Regions from separate parts of the Macaca fascicularis genome. Here region 1 is linked to region 2. A link is a contact called in public Hi-C data. All regions are on one chromosome and are shown on one strand. The core of a region is the stretch at or near the end of the contact, and the rest is flanking DNA. Distances in the headings are between cores, read along the strand shown.

The links. A called contact is a pair of places that touch in the nucleus more often than the background predicts.
Region 1: a contact with region 2 is called in a Hi-C map of skeletal muscle, with 3 times the contacts expected there. The contact joins the promoter of ZMIZ1 here to the enhancer-like site in region 2. A contact is called at or near these places in 2 of 2 Hi-C or Micro-C datasets (liver and skeletal muscle).

What each region holds. Positions count from the first base shown.
Region 1 is chr9:67,405,659-67,408,808 of T2T-MFA8v1.1, forward strand. ZMIZ1 (zinc finger MIZ-type containing 1) reads right to left here and starts at 1,330. Exons shown (of 23, transcript XM_074001699.1): 1 at 989-1,330.
Region 2 is chr9:67,336,541-67,339,561 of T2T-MFA8v1.1, forward strand. It overlaps ZMIZ1 (zinc finger MIZ-type containing 1), which reads right to left. Exons shown (of 23, transcript XM_074001699.1): 3 at 869-963. Among named protein-coding and RNA genes, the nearest start is that of ZMIZ1, 69 kb to the right of the region's middle. Within about 2 kb of position 1,366, at least 2 of the 6 cell types and tissues checked have an H3K27ac peak or open chromatin away from gene starts, as enhancers often do.

The DNA.
Region 1 (3,150 bases), core at 80-2,579, 69 kb after region 2:
CACGCCCGCTGCCCGCGCCCTAGACGCCGAGGCCGCGCTCCCCACTGTTTTTTCCCCAGCCCAGACGCCAGGAATGTGAAGCAAGCTTCCAGAGCCCGCCTCCCCCACGACCCCGGCTCCAGCCCCGGCCCCCCAACCTCCGCCCCGGCTGGCCTCCCACTCCCCCGGGGCCACCGCCGCCGGAGACGGAGAGGAAGAAAGAACACGGGGAAATTACTTTCGTATTTGCAACGCGCGCGCACACACACACACGCACATCTTCCCCCTGGGCTCCCCTCCTGGCCGGGGCAGCCCCGTCCAGGCACTGGTCTGAGCGCCCCTCTGGCTTGCGAAGCCCTAGGAGAAACCCCTACACACACCCCGCCGCGTTCCTCGTTTGTACCGCGCGCCGCCTTTCCCCGGGCAATTCCCACACAAACAACTTAACCGCGCCCCCACCTCCCATTTACAAAAGTGTATGTTTTCCCTGGAAATTCAGACGCACAACTTAACACCACCACCCCTTGCCACCCTGAAATCCGGCGCTTTCCCCAGCGGTTCCTGTACACACACAGGCGCACAACTTCGCATCTCCCCAGAGGAGGCGAAGGAGACCAAGGCGGTCCTTCTCTTCCCTCCTCCGATACCCGGTCCTGCCCGGCCCCCGGGTGCAGGGAGCGAGGGCTGGAGGCGCGCCGGCAGGAGGCGGGCACCGGGTCCGCGCGCGCACGACCACACTTACGCCCCGCACACCCTGACAAACCCAGCCCCCGCGCGCAGCCCCAGCCGGCTCCACGCAGCCGGGAGCTTGCCGGCCGCTGGGCCTCCGCCCCCGGCCACCAAGGGGAGCGGAGCGGAGCCCGCGCCGCCGGCCGGTCGCCCCGCCCCGGGGGACCCTTTAAGGGAAAAGCCCCAGCACCCAACACCCCACGCTTGCACCCCGAGAGTCCCCGGGGAGCGGGAGGTAGCCCCGGAGCCAGCGGGCGCCTGGCTTTGGCCCCAAACTTACCGGGCGCTGCGAGCGCCGCTGCCGCCGCTGGAGGACGCGCCGCCGCCACCGCCGGGTAGGGCAGGCTCGGGCCGGGAGAAGCGCAGCGAGGGCGCCGAGATCCGCTCGGCTCCGGCTCCTGCTCCGCGCCGGCTGGGGCTGGGGTCACCGCGCTGCGCCGGCGTTGCTCGCTCGCTCAGCCGCCGGATCGCTGCTCGCCCGCCTGCCGCCCGGCCGCCAGCTCTCCCCGGCGCCCGCCGCCGCCGCTCGCTTTTTTAATGTCCACAGACAGTGAAAAGGAACTCGGCGTTAGGGGGTGAGTAAGTGAATCAACTCGCCCGGAGCCGAGCAAGTTGAAGTGTCAGATTACATTGGCTATTCTATTTCCAAAGGGCCCCGCGCCGCCGGCCGCCCACAAAAGCCGGTGCGGAGTCAGGGCGGAGCGGAGCGCCGCGCCGCCGCCGGCGCTCGGCTCGACTCTGCTCCGCTCGGCTTGGCTCGCGCTTTGCGCTGGCTTTCCCCTTTCCTTTTCGCCTCTCCTCGTTCTCTCCTTCGCCTTTCCTTTCCCTTCCCTTCCTCTCTTTCTTCCCCGCTCCTCGGTCTCGGCGCTTTCCCAGCTTTTCTCCTCCAGGCTCCTCGTTCCCCGCTACGCCGCCAGTCCTCTCACCTCCTTCCTTACCCTACTCCCTCCGCTACTCCCTGACGCCCCCTGCAGCCCCCAGCCCCCCTGCAGGCCTCAGCCCCAGTAAGTTTGGAGAGGGAGAGAAATGCTGAGCCGAGGTAGAGACCACCTTGGGGAGGAAGCCAAAATCACTCTGCTCACCCGAGAGCCCCTGCCCCACGCTGGCACGCCCCAGCCTGGAGTGCACTCGTGGCCCCGGGAGCTGTCAGGTACCCTAATTGGGGTTGAGCGAGTTGCTAACTGGATCTCCAAAGCCTTCCCCTGGAGGAGATTTTGTAATTGTTCCTACAGCCCGGGGACTGGTGGGTGGGGCGGGAAGAGGACCACCACCAGGACTTTGGGGGATACTAGAGGGCGGTCCCTCGACAGCTGTCGGGGAGCGAGGATGGTTGCGCACAGTTGATCCGCGGCACCTAGCACAGTCCAGAGGCGCGTGGATTCCCCTAGGCCCGGCGCGGAGCGCCCGGGGCGCTGTGCGCGCGGGTTACGTGGGAGCTGCTAGGCTAGGTCCCGGCCCTCTGCCCCAGACTGGGCACCGCCAGAGGTAGCGGAGAGCTAAGGTACTCACGAGGCGCAGTTGGGTGCACCCACTCGCGGGAGTTCCCCTAGCCGACCCACCCCCGAGAGCATCCAAGTACGCGCCCACTTTGGCTCACGTCCACTGCCACTCTCACGGAAACTCCTACACGAACGGCACACACGTTCGCTCCCTCAGCATTGCAAACACGCTCCCCCCCAAACCACAAACGCGCCCCCACACAGTCGCTTACTTTCCCTCACTAAGATGCCCGCTTACACGGCCACAGCAGGCACGCTCAGAGACACGCAGTTGCACACTTACACCCATCGCTGTACACACCACATACACTCAAAAAACAAAACACGAAACGTTCCCCTGGGCGCTAAATCCTCACGTTCACGTACACACACACACACGCCTTCCTCTCCCACTTCCTCTTCCATATCCCTTCCTCAAGGCCCCCCACCCCTGATTTTCGGTACCCTCAGTCCCAATCATAATTGGCGCCCGCGTTGCCCCCTTTGGACACACACACGCGCGCACGCACGCGTTCCCCTCCCCGGCAGGCGGGGGCGGCTTCGGCCGGGAGCCCGCGGAGCCCGCTTCGGATTCCAGGTGTGGCGGTAACTCCGCGCTCCACGTTTTGCAGGCTGCCGCCGTGTCGGAGGCGAGGCAAGGAAGGGAGCTGGAATAACAAAGGCAAGTTGGGGAGAGCGCAAGGGGGCGCAGCCCCGGCCGGGCTGCGGGGGGAGCCTTGCACTGCCGGGGCTTCGGAGGCTGCAGAGTCGCGGGCGCGGGGAGCCGGAGGTGGGGGAGGAAGGGTGGGGGGAGAGGGGCGGGGCGGAGGCGTGACGTCAGAGAACAATGACACCGCCGGGGGCGGGCACCCGGAGGCGGCCAGGGCGGGGGTCTCCCCCGGGGCCTGGGGCGGGCCAAAGATGTCCAGGCCCGGCCGGAGCCGCCTCCTGATTGACGAGGCCC
Region 2 (3,021 bases), core at 116-2,615:
GATGGGTGGTGGAGAGATGAATGGGTGGATGAGTGTGGATGGACAAAAAGAAAGAGGGATGGATGGAGAGATGGAGAGGTAAGTGGATGGATGACGGGTGGATGGAGGGATGGGAATCACAGGCACACAATACAGACTAGTGGTTGCTTGGCCTCAAAAGCAGAACTTCTCTTGAGAGGATGAGTACAGTATGGTCAAAGTAAAAGCACAGAAGCTGGAATGGCAAATAGGATGAAGCCAAGTTGCTGTGGCGTGGCCAGAGCTCACTGTGTGATCCCTGGCAGGCATCATTAACTTCCCTGTGCTTTGTTCTCGTGGTCTGAAAATGCAGATAATAATTCTTGCCCAGAGCTGACAGGGAGAACTTTGGAATTGTGAATGCTTCCACAAAGGAGACCACAGCCACATCCCCAGCGGAGCACATCTTCAGCCAGGTCTGCTCTGGAAAATCCTCTCTTCTCAAGCCCCACATGGCACTGTGGACCTCATGGCCTTAGAATCCCACATCCACAAGGGCTGGGACCCCTGGCTACACTCCTAGAGTTCCAACTGAGCCAGGCTGCTAAGATGGCTCAACCAAATCAGACATAACTGACTCAGAGACTCCTTGAGAACTGAGGTAAGTGTAGGACCTGAGCCCAGTGCCCCATTTTGGAGACAGACAAACTGACACCCAGAAGCCTTTTCTGGCAGTATGAGCACCACACAAGGAGTTAGGGAGAGGCCCTGCAGCCAGGCCCAGGAAAGGCAGGGAAAGCAGCTGAAAACCCTCAGCTCTGGGCCAGCCACAGCACTTCCAGGCTGCTAGAGCTTGCCCCTGGCCAGGCTTAGGTGATGGTACGGTCTGGGCATCGGGGGCTGGTGTTACCTTTCGGGGTATGGCAGCTCAGTGAAAACAGCAGCTCCTCTCCTCACACCCCTTGCAGCATTGGTCCGACACCAATGGGCCTCCTCCTCTTCCTCCTGGGTACACAGGGGGGAGATGGGACGTGTGTGAGAGCAGGCCGGTGTGCAGACAGCCCGTCCACTCCCCTCCCACCTCTGTCCCTGCCGCCGAGCTAATCTCAGTGGCCTCTTGGGTCACTTAAGCACACCCCGGGATGCCTGATTTATCAGAGTTGGCTGTGTCTTCTCCGCCCAGCCGCACTCCAACCAGCAAGCCAATTCCTCCTAGTGGGATTTTGAAAAATATATAAATATAAGTTTTGTTTCTTCCGGGACTGGGGACTTGGTGCTGTCTTTCTCTTCCTAGCAAGAAAAGCAGAACACCATCACTTTCCTGTGCGGGCCCCAGGCAGGGTGACAGGGAGAAGCTGTCGGGGGTATTTTTAGCCGGGTGTACAAAGCCCTTGCCGTGGCCTCCTCTCTGCGCCGTGCCTGGCTTCGGGGAATTATCTCACACGGCCGGCCGGCAGCCACTTCCAAAGCCACTGTGTGACCCCTGCCTGAATTCTTTCCTCATTATGAATTGCTCACCAGATCCCTGACCAACACTTGGAGCCATTTTATGTGAGTACGCACCTCCTCGGGAAAACCGGCTCACTCCCTCGCCCCTCCTACGAGGTCCAGGGCTGCCTGTTTCGCTTATAACTGGGAGAGGAGGCCCAGATGCAGAGTTTAAAGCAGGAAAGAGCCCTGGTGAGGACTTAGATTGTGCTCCCCCAACTTCAGCTCTTCCCCCACACTCTTTAGGATTCTTGGTCTGAGCTGAGATCTACCTGCATGATGACTTAATTTAATGTTCACCTTCTACTCACTTTTTTTTTTTTTTTTTTTTTTGAGACGGGTACTTTTTAGTAGAGACGGGGCTACTCAGTTTTTTTTAAGCTCCAATAAATCTGGCCTTGTCCAAAGCAATCATGCCCTTGAAATAATTGATTTGATAGGCTAGTTATATATTTCTGATACACTTTAATAAATTGTAATTAGTAAAACAAAAATATACGTCCCTTTGGGTAATACCTCATTCTAGAATCTTGCCGTAGATTACCAGAGTTACACGGGCCAAGCTTTGGCAAACTCCCTACTGTCTATCAGCCCTTATGTTGTGCAGAAGGAGAGGGAGAGGCATGGAGGAGGGGCGGGCTGGCTGGTGGAGCCCAAGAACTGGTCAGCATATCAGGCCAAGGAATGTAAGGGGTCAGAGCTATGGTGTGCTGCAGCCTTTAGTACCGTCTCTCTTTCTAGCACTGGGCGAGACCATTTTTGGCCCCACGCTTGAACTAGGCTGGGAGGATCTAGGTGGATGAGCACAAGGCATCTTGGGGATGAGGTGTCCCAAAGGAGGACCAGGCCAAGGCCCAGGGCCCAAAATGGTGTCTTTCCCAGCATTCTCTTTGGCCTCTAGTTCACTCTGCTCCTCCCATCAGGCTCCTTTTGGCTGGAGTGGGGCCACAGGGGCCAGAAGGCGAATCCCCTCTCTAGGTATAGGTAGATCTGGAAGCACAGAACATGCCCCTGAGCCCTACAACCTGTGCTCTTGGCGCTCTGACCCTGTGGGATCCTGGGGACCTTGCACTGCCTCTGGGCCTCTGCCTCCTTGTGTGTGCTTTGAGAGGAGGCTGGCAATAGTGGGCACCCAGCAGCACTGGGGCCTCACTGCTGCTCTCTGTCCTCTCCCACTCTGCCCACAGGTTGGAGACCCTGGCTGGGCCTCTGGCCTGGTGCCCGCTGCCTGCCCCTCCCACTGAGAACAGGATGTGGGTGTCAGGAGGTGAAGGAGAGTGTGGGGGTCGGGATGGGGAGTGGCCTCGGGACGGGACTTCCTGAAGCCAGATCGGTTTACCACAGTCAGTTGGGTCCAGGACCGCACAGCTGTGAGTTATAAATGTCCCTGTCAGAGCCTGGGCTGAGAGGCCCTGCTGCCAGCAGAGGCACCAGGGCCCACAATGCCCACGCTGGGAGCCCCCCCAGCCAAGGGCCCGTCCTCTCGGAGGTCCTCCCCCAGGGTCCAGCCCTCATGACCTCTGGGCTCTCCGGCCTCCTCTTGGAGAGAGATGGGTCTAGTACAGCCTTCCACTG